2 separate regions of the Zea mays genome follow, and region 1 is linked to region 2. A link is a contact called in public Hi-C data. All regions are on one chromosome and are shown on one strand. Each heading gives the region's core, a stretch centred on a gene start, on an enhancer-like site or on the middle of the called end of the contact. The rest is flanking DNA. Distances are from core to core; before and after follow the strand shown.

What was found. A called contact is a pair of places that touch in the nucleus more often than the background predicts.
Region 1: a Hi-C map of leaf shows a contact between it and region 2, with 4 times the contacts expected there. The contact joins two enhancer-like sites. A contact is called at or near these places in 2 of 25 Hi-C or Micro-C datasets (leaf and leaf mesophyll).

Annotation. Positions count from the first base shown.
Region 1 is chr2:86,103,846-86,108,765 of Zm-B73-REFERENCE-NAM-5.0, reverse strand. It overlaps LOC103646651 (E3 ubiquitin-protein ligase UPL3), which reads left to right. Exons shown (of 17, transcript XM_008671361.3): 14 at 828-896; 15 at 976-1,104; 16 at 1,191-1,310; 17 at 1,673-1,982. The coding sequence ends at 1,738. Among protein-coding and RNA genes, the nearest start is that of LOC103646651, 20 kb to the left of the region's middle. Within about 2 kb of position 2,120, at least 19 of the 20 cell types and tissues checked have an H3K27ac peak or open chromatin away from gene starts, as enhancers often do. A contact at or near this core is called in leaf and leaf mesophyll, where this site is marked.
Region 2 is chr2:85,956,306-85,961,948 of Zm-B73-REFERENCE-NAM-5.0, reverse strand. No RefSeq gene overlaps it. Among protein-coding and RNA genes, the nearest start is that of LOC103646649, 44 kb to the right of the region's middle. Within about 2 kb of position 2,583, at least 18 of the 20 cell types and tissues checked have an H3K27ac peak or open chromatin away from gene starts, as enhancers often do. A contact at or near this core is called in leaf and leaf mesophyll, where this site is marked.

The sequences.
Region 1 (4,920 bases), core at 871-3,370, 150 kb before region 2:
ACTCCACACGTCAGCCTTTGATGTGGGTGAGAAAGATGGTGTAATATGGAATGTAGCCAGGGGACCTGTAATTACCCCGTTGCACACCTGTTGCACGGTATATCTATGGCATGTAGTAGGTAACCAAGGGCATTACGATATTTTAGGCCTTGGGCCCTTGGCCGCCCTATAGATAGCCCCATCCTGTAGCTGGATGGGACACACTTGACAAGACATTTGTGCTCCCAGCCAATTGTTTTGTCGTGCCACCTGTAACACCACTCTCGAGTGCTTGGGCACACTGTTCTAAGTCCCAACATCGGTCCAGTCTCAACATCTTTCACGACTAGAGTTTCATCTGCGGGGGTGGGGGTAGGGGTGTTAGATTCTTGTGCGTTATTGTACTCAATTTATGTGTTATGGGCCTTGGCCCAGCCCATGTAACCCATGCAACACAGTTTACCCTAATTTGGGTTAGGTTTCCAACAATTTTGTTTGACTTTTCCATTATCAAAACACACTTAGGCCTTGTTTGTTTACGTCGGATTGCACCCGGAAACGTTCCAGCTAATCAAAGTTTATATAAATTAGAGAAGCAATCCGGCTAGGAATCGTTCCGACCCACCAATCCGACACAAACGAACAAGACCTTAATATTTCACGATGAATACTCAATTTAAGTGTTATGGGCCTTGGCCCAGCCCATGTAACCCATGCAACACAGTTCACCCTAATTTGGGTTAGGTTTCCAACAATTTTGTTTGACTTTTCCATTATCAAAACACACTTAATATTTCACGATGAATGTAGTTGTTTTGGCTTATTCTGAACAATTTCACATCATGCAGCCGGAAACACTGCCTGAACATATAAAATTCGACCATGGTTATACCTCTAAGAGTCCTGCAATTATTAATGTAAGTTTCCCTGCTTCTTTGTAATTCATTTGTAGGTTTCGTAAGTTTATTTGGATGTTTCTAATGTTGTGTTTTGCAGTTTCTTGAGATCATGGCAGAATTTACTCCTGAGCAGCAACATGCTTTCTGCCAGTTTGTGACCGGTGCTCCTCGGCTTCCACCTGGGGGTTTGGCTGCTCTAAATCCTAAGTTGACCATTGTTAGGAAGGTAAATTGGCTATCTTTGTTCTTATTTCTACTTTATGGTTGACATGCCTGCCCACATTGTTGAAGTTTTGAATTCTTAAATTCCAGCACTCTTCTGTGGCAAATAATAATTCAAATGCAACTGGAGCGACAGAGTCTGCAGATGATGATTTGCCTAGTGTCATGACTTGCGCCAACTATCTTAAACTACCACCATACTCCACCAAGGTATGCTTCTTTCTGCTTTTTGGCTAACTGTGGTTATATCTCCTGTATTGTCTTATAAATTGAGGATTCAGAAACCCAGTCACCAAAGAATTACTTCATATAGCCTTATCGTAACAGGTAACTGGACAAATTTTCAACTAAGGACGTGGAAACTAAAATTTAATGTGGGCAGCACCTTCCAGCCACTCATTAGTTAGAATTATTATTTCGTTAGTTTAAATCAAATAGCATATTCCACATTGCTTGAACCCTTTATATTGACGCATGCTGGTTTTTTTTCTGGAAGGAAATATTTACAGTGCTACTCGTGCTAGTGTGTGGCTTGTTATCTCTGTCTGAATTTTGTTGAAAACTTCTTGCAGGCTATCATGCTAAAGAAACTGCTTTATGCGATCAACGAAGGCCAAGGGTCATTTGATCTTTCGTGAATCTCAACACTAACATAGGTATTGGTCCACCTAGAAATCTGCGTCATTGTTACCCAGAGTTAGTTTCTACCTCATTCATGTATGACATAGGTTAAACTCAGCTCTCCGGAGTCCCACCGAAGGTTTGGAGCCCGTACCTTTGGGTGTGGATGTCTATACTCTCTTTTCTTCTTGGTTGTATATTCTTGCGGATCTTTATAGTGAATAATAGTAATAAATTGTTTTGCGCTTCTTACTATGCTAATCATCAGTGCCCCACCCGAAGCGTCAGTCGTACAAATTTTGCTCGATGGTTTCGCTGCCCACGAATCGGATGGATGGGGGCCCATGAACAAGGGCACGGGATTTCCGGGGCTATCTGAAATAGTGACGGGCATGCAAACACACCTAAGGTTCACGGCCTGCTTTTGGTCGACACAGTGCCACGCGACCGTGCTGGATCTTATCACTGGCCTGTCCGAGGCATCTGAGGATGTCAAGTTGTCAACCGAGGCGCCTATGTGGGCACGGGACTGATCACTTTCACTCGGGTCACAGCGTTCGGTTCAAGAGCATTGGGCACAGTCACACACTTCTTCAGGTCTTGGCGCTTCAGCCACAACCCCAAGGATGACGATAGATGGGCACAAGACACAGCCGTGCCGGCCACGACAGTTGCACAGATCCCCTCGTCTCGTTTGCAGGTACCAGCGAAATTGCTAACGTGCGATGCGACCCGCTGCGAAAACGACGGATCACGTATCAGCGGTCGTTGTCATATATGATCAGTCGGCCGTGCCTTGGCACTGCACAAGCCAATAAAACTCCGCCAGAACTGAGGAAAGATGGAACCGTCCAGGAGTTGCTAAGCCATCGATTGCACGGATAGTATGGCAAGCAGTACATCCAGTAGGTGGTTTGACCTAACATTGGTGTCTGATCCCGTTAGAACATCTCTAACTCCGTCTTAAATTAATGCACTATCATAAAATATAGGACTTATAAAAAACAGTTCCACCAGTGCCTTAATCTAAAATTTTTCATCAAAAAATATATAGGCCGAACTATGAAATGATCTAAATATACTACACCCCCGGCTAGTGTCCTATCCTTATTTTGTACATTATTTTCAATATTTTCTTTTCTAATAATGTAATTTACTTTCCAAATTATATGATTTAAGGCTTAACTGTTGGAGTATAATTTATTTTTAGATCCCTAAATATTTTAAACGATGTAGTATTTTAATTTTTAGGGCACTATTTTGAGCCAACTTGTTGGAGATGCTCTTAGGTTACCTACGGATTCCGGATAAAAAAATCTTGAAATTTCTGCCATAAGATTCTAGAGGAATCTAACACACAGGCACAAAATTCAATGAATACTAGAGATTATTTTTATCCAGAATCCAGTTGATGTTGGCTATTATTTTATTCTTCTATTTTGGATCCAAAGAAAAGAAGAAGAGTAAATCCATAGAAATTCCTAACTAAAAATGTGATTTCTAAAGATTTCATTGTAATTCTTCGAATTATCGAACAAATCCAATCCAACATAATACATTTTTTTTGAAATTAGTAAATTAAGTAATAAAGCATAGAGAAATAATTAAAGAATACAATCGTTATCCATCTTTTCTTTCTTTTTGCTTCATATACTAAAAAGAATTCAAAAAGGCAAAATTTTCGTCATGTCATGAAGAATTCTATCTCTCGTATACGAATAACTAGGATTTAAAGAAGGAAATGACAAAGCATATGTGAATAAACCTGCTAAAGCCTCAAACCACTGAGTACTTAGCACGGGTGCTACAAAGAGATATGTTTTTACATATATAATCAGATACTCTTGTCCAAGATCATTTGTATTTCTTTTGTTTAGGCTAATTTCCTAACTAAAAAAGAAAAATAAATATCGTATATATAGAATGAACCATATAGATGAGATTTTTCTATCAAGTGAGATGTGAAAAAATGTTGTTGGCTGTGAGCTGTAAAAAGCTAAAAATAGTTTAGTGGAAGCTGCTAGAATCCACTAAAATTTCTTCTATTATATTTTTACACGGTTCCATCTGAAAGCTGCTAAAAACAAGTTCATAGTGCTTCCAATTTTGTAAACCGAGGCAATCGTTTTTTTAAAAAGCTGATTCTTGAATTGAGTCCTTCGGTTTGGCTTTTGGCTCTTGAGAGGCAAAAGCCAAAGCCAAAAGCCAAACCAAACATACCATTTGTTATTCTACACTTAAAACAAACTAATATATAACTCGTTAATATCAGTTCCAACTAATCTCCCGAGTAGGATATAATGAGTAGGATACAAAATGAACAACAGAGAACTCATCAAAGTGCCAAAATGTGGTGTGTCCGTAGCACAACATTGAGAAACAAACAAATGGAAACTTTTGCATCCAAAATAAGATAAAAATTTGGAGATAAATAACAAGCATCATGAATATGTTAATCCAATTTCAACCAGGGTAGTCCAATTTGTAGGATAAAAATAAAAAAACAAGGCTGCTTGGACTAACAAGATACCCCAGTTACTAAATAACATAAGCAATTATGAGATAAACTCTGATTTTTGGGTAATTTAGAAATTTGTCTCATTCCTTTACATCAACAAGAATGGCTATACCATCATTTTTTAATGCATCACTAGCCTACACCCAAGCCACCACCGCCTTCACTAGATGTCGCCATGTCGAAACCGAAGCTACTATAGTTGTGCATGCCTTTTGCTGCCACGCCGTTGTCCGTGCTAGCACCACGCACGTAGCGAAGATCTCGCGATCAGGTCCAAGGGAAGCAACAACTAGGGTTTACACGTATGGTGGAATAATGTAACCCTGGCCCTATCCATATATTTATAGAGCATGTTAATGAATCATGGGTCATTAAACCTCTAATCCCAATACAAGTTGGACTCTAATATGATCTTTTATGATTGCCTCTTGGGCATATCTCCAACAATCTCTCCACTTGCACTAGAGACAATCATATAGTTAAGTTCAAATATTCCATTCCCTTAAGTGTGTGACTTGATAAGTTCATGTGCAGACAACAATGAACAAAAATTGTTTTCAAACCACAAGTCAATAGCGCTTCCTAGCATAACATACTAACTCCCAAATATACATAAAGATCATATCAGCCAAACCTTCATACATTCACATATTAATCCCTTTATCACACGATATCAATCAA
Region 2 (5,643 bases), core at 1,334-3,833:
CGAACAGTGCACAGTACCTGTCCGGTGCGGCACCGGACTGTCCACTGCCACAAGAAGACAAATCTCCAACGGTCAAACCCTAACGGTTGGGTGACGTGGCTGGCGCACCGGACTGTCCGGTGCGCCCATCAACAGCAGCCACCCCTAACGGTTGAATTCGTGGTTGAGGGCTATAAATACCCCCCAACCACCTCCACTCCATCCATCCAAGCATTCACAACATTGTATTCAATACAAGAGCAAAGTGCAACACTCCAAGACACAAATCAAAGCCACTGATCCAATCAAAGTCCCCAATTCAATTCTAGTGCATTAGGACTTGTGAGAGGATCTCTTGTGTTTCTTGTTGCTCTTGTTTGCTTGGCTTGGCTTTCTTTTCTTTCTCACTTCTTACTCTCAAGTGCTTTGTAAGCGAGACAAGAGACAGCAATTCTGTGGTGATCCTTGAGGGGTCTAAGTGACCCATGACATTAAGGAAGAAGCCTCACTCGGTCTAAGTGACCGTTTGAGAGAGGGAAAGGGTTGAAAGAGACCTGGTCTTTGTGACCACCTCAACGGGGACTAGGTTCTTTGGAACCGAACCTCGGTAAAACAAATCACCGTGTTCATCCGCTTTACTTGTTGGTTGATTTGTTTTCCCCTCTCTCCCAGACTTGATATTCGCTCTTACGCTAACCCCGGCTTGTAGTGTGTTTAAAAGTTGTAAATTTCAGTTTCCGCCTATCCACCCCCCTCTAGGCGACTTTCAATAATAAAAGTATGATCATGAATAATATGTATCTCCATACCGAAAACCACATAAAGCAATAGCAGGTAGTACCAAAAAAATCAGTGGTAAACAAGGTATAAAAATAGCCAAACTAGGGTAACCTATTGGGTCCCATGAAAATTAACCTATGTAGATCATTATGATTAATAAGAACATTATTGTGTAAAAAGAAGTGATCAAGGGCACAACTTTCCTTCAACGAGCTCCTGCTCAGCAGTCTCCACCTGCTGAACACCTGTATCCTCTATGGCTTGCTCGTCTACTCGCTACAATACGAACAAACATGGTATAGCAGAAATTAACATCACACCGAACATCAGAAAAAAATGCATGATAATATTCTATGTATCATAACGAGATCGTAGGAACAAGAATCACTAAATTCAAAGTTACGATTATTGAGTTATGAATTTCCTAAGTTATTAAGTACTTGGTGTGGAATAATTCAAGTGAATAATTTTGATCCAAGTTTCATGGCTAAACAGAGTTACTAGGTAATAAACAATATTAAAACAAAATCAATGCCACTGGAATGGATCAATTTGGAGTTAAAATGAACTTTCTATGATTTAAATGAGTTTCTGCAATTATTTTTATACCCAAAATCAATTTCTAAGTTCCTTTTTCCTATTTTATTTATTTCCTGGACTGTGCACAAAATACCGAAGAGCACAGGGGCTAACCTATAGAAAGTGCTAAGACTCAGGATTATCATGTGGTGGACGGCGAGTTCATTATCTAAAACTTTAGGGTTTCTTTTAGAAATTGTATGCAGCAAAGGGGTATCCTGTATTCCCGACCGTTAGATCCAAGTCTTGCGGCTGAGATTAGATTTTATTGCATATGAATCAGTATGTGACCAGCACCGTTAGATCGGAATTCAAGGGTTCTGATTTTATGAAGCCGGATTTGTCCCAAACCGCCCGATCAGATCCTTACGTCCCTGATTGAATCGCCTAGGGAGGTAAGCAAGATTAAACCTCTACCGCACATCCATGATCCCACGGTTACCACTCACACAACACCTCATGTAATCGCGGCCATCCATCACGAAATCGACGGTCCGACCGCATCTTCCCCAATCCAACACCGGCGCGGTGGTCCCTCTTTCATCCGCACTGCAGCGCCATGGTTGAACCACCATTCTCTCACCCTCGACACCTAAGCACATCCCCCAAGGGCGCTGCACACTTGCTGATACACCATGAGTCGGATCAGAGACTCCTAACCATGAAGAACACAATACTGCGTCGAGCTCTCGGGGAGGCGTAGGTCCGCCACCAAGCGCGACGCCGACGAGCAATTCACGACATACCAGACACTGTTATCCTACACGGATTGGTGCTACTCGGTACGAATTCGAGGGCGAAGGTATGAATAGGTCATACGACGCTGGGGCACCAGTCCGTGGATCCGGGTGGCTTCACGACGAATCCCTCTTCCGGTGAGCAATTTTGGGCGCAACAGCTACCAGCTTGGCTCGATGATGATTTAGGCGCTTGCCACCCGGCCCAGTGAGGACTCGCCAATCCCCCCACCGCGACCCGAGCGTCGGTGGGCGCGAACCGTCGGAGATGACAACCCGCCTCCCGTACGAAGACCCCGGTGTGGGTGGTTCTAGCTTCCTATAGGGGTGAGATGAGCGCGCGAAGGAGGACGCAGGTATATGTCAGCGCAAGGTGGTCAAGGATGCAACGGCCCCGTCGAATTTGCTGGGCGGACCCCGGTTTCCGCGGCGACGTTTTGGACAGTGTAACGACGGGTGCGGTGAGGGCAAGGGTGGCCCCGACAGGAGGGTCCCATACGCCAGCGACTGTAAGCAGGTATGCGATGAACCACTGCCACTAGGGCCCATGAGTCAGAGACTCATCCACCCTATGTGAGACGCGAGCGCGCGCGCGATAAGCCAGGCTGGCGGAGATGGAAGTGGTTATGGGCCGGCCGAGGAGAAAGGGACGACCCAAGCGACCGAATTCGTTTATTCTTTTTCTTTTTTGTTTCCTTTTCTATTTTATTTTCTTCTTTATTTTTTGAATTTCAACTTGACTTTAAAATATTATGGTGAACCTGTTGTACTCAATTTAAATGCACAATTTTAACATACCAGTTTTGGAAGGAATTTATTCATACATTTATTTTATATTATGTAGTATTTTCCCTTATTCTTTGTGTCATTTATTTCTCTTTATTTTCTAAGTGGTGAGTTGGGTCTTAAATCCCAATTTGGTACTAATATATTTTTATTAGTATTATTATTATTATTTATAGATGCACAACACATAAACTCCAACATGATGCATAAGTATTATGTTAGTTAATTGTTCACTTAAATATGGCTATTCCCATGTTCTATTATGTAGATGGCAAATCATACAATGATATCTACTCCTTTATTATTATTCACAAATTGGGTATTACACCAAACTTGAGGGTTCCTTGGACATGGGTGTCGAGCTCGGAGAATAAATTTTGGTGCCCATCATAAGGTTCGTGGCACCATTGTGGAGCACCCACTAGAGATGGTGGTGCTGGTCCTCTACCCCAAGTCTGCGAGCACCTTCTACTCCACGATGTTGACGATCTTGTCGTTAGTTGAGACAGAGACAGGTTCTGCTACCCGCTCGTTGAAAGGGAAATGTGCCCTTGGGACATTCCTATAATTGTTTTGGTGATTAGATGCCTAACACATTGGTTTGAGCTCAGATGTGCTAAACTAAGTGAGAAGTACAAATCAAAGAGAAAGGTACGTCTCTGGACTTAGTTGATTGTTTTTGGTTACTAACGTGTTCATCTAAGTGCTAGAGACATGACCAAGAAAAGAGAAAAAGGATGGAAGAAAGAAAGGCTCAGGACAGTCAAAACCAGCACCAGCCTGGCACACCGGACTGTCCGGTGGTGCACCGGACAGTGTCCGTTGCCCCAGGCTGGCTCGGCGACCAACTGGGCGCTCTCGGGAATCGGCGGGGCGACGTGGCTAAAATTCATCGAACTGTCCGGTGAGTCACCAGCGCCCGCGCCCAAGTCTTCGGCGACGAACTCGTCGCTCTCGGGAAAAGGAGGAGGCGTCGCGGCTAAAAATCACCGGACTGTCTGGTGAGCCAAAGGCGCTCGCGGCCAACGGGCGGCTACACAATCAGCGGGCGACGCGTGGCCCGCACCAACGGTCAGTTGGGCACACCGGACTGTCCGGTGTGCACCAGACAGTGTCCGGTGCGCCAACCGGTCCCGAGGCCCAACGGTCGGCTGCGCCAGATATGGAAGGAGATCATGCACCGGACTGCTACAGTGGCTGTCCGGTGCACCACTCGACAGAAGGCAAGAATTGCCTTCCATGTTGATCTCCAACGACTCCTAGCTGCCTTGGGGCTATAAAAGGGACCCCTAGGTGCATGGAGCAGTACACCAAGTATTCACTAAGAATCCTAAGACTTCCAGATTCCTCCTCCACGCATTTGATCAATTGTTTTAGTGATTTGAGCTCCATTTGAGTTGTGAACTCCCTGCGCCGTGTTTTGAGCTCAAGTCTTGGCTTGTGTGCGTGTGTGTGCTGTGGATCGAAAGTTGTGTGCGTTCCTTTTCCTCCCTTACTCTTGTGCTTCTTGTGATAAAAACTTTGTAAGGGCGAGAGGCTCCAACTTGTGGAGATTTCTCGCAAACGGGAAAAGATCTCAAAAGGAAAAGACCGTGGTATTCAAGTTGATCACTTGATCACTTGAAAGGGGTGGAGTGCAACCCTTGTCCATTGGGACGCCACAACGTGGAAGTAGGCAAGTGTTACTTGGCCGAACCACGAGATAAAAATCGCGTGTCTCCTGTGTTGCCTTTCTGTGATTGTTTTGTTCGCAAGAGCTCGCTTCATAACTACTTGGTTAAATCACACTAACACTTTCATAATCAAGTTTGTGGCTATTTAGTGTTTGATTTTACAGGATCACATATTCACCCCCTCTAGGTGCTCTCAATTGGTATCAGAGCCGTACTCTTTGTCTAAGGGACTAACCGCCTAAAGAGATGGATCCTAAGGGTAAGGGGATGGTGGTCAATGACAAGGAGAAGGAGTCCCTCTTCAACGAGCCAAGAGACGACAAGCCCACTGACTCAGGCTCAAGTCACAAGAGGGACGAGAAGAAGAAGAGGCGCATCAAGAAGATCATCTACTACGACAGCGATGCCTCCTCTTCTTCACCAAGGGATGACGACGACGATGACTCCTCGTCGAAAAAGAAAACGGTCAATCAGAATTACTCTTTTGACTATTCTCGCATTCCTTACAATTCAAATGCGCATTTACTATCAATTCCCCTTGGAAACCCTCCACACTTTGATGGAGAGGACTATTCATTTTGGAGCCATAAAATGCATAGTCATCTATTTTCTCTCCATCCTAGTATTTGGGAAATTGTAGAGAATGGGATGCATTTTGATAGTACTGATAACCCTATGCTTATAAATGAACAAATTCATAAAAATGCCCAAGCCACTACTGTTTTGCTAGCATCTCTTTGCAGGGATGAATACAATAAGGTGAGCGACTTGGACAATGGCAAACAAATATGGGACACCCTCAAGATATCTCATGAGGGAAATGATGTCACCATGATTACCAAAATGGAACTGGTGGAAGGCGAGCTTGGGAGGTTCACGATGATCAGGGAAGAGGAGCCAACACAAACCTACAACAGGCTCAAGACCCTGGTCAACAAAATCCGAAGCTACGGAAGCACAAGATGGACGGATCATGATGTCATCCGACTCATTCTCAGGTCATTTACGGTTATTGACCCCCATCTTGTCAATCTTATTCGTGAAAAACCCAGGTACACCAAGATGACGCCCGAGGAAATCCTCGGAAATTTCGTGAGCGGGCGCATGAT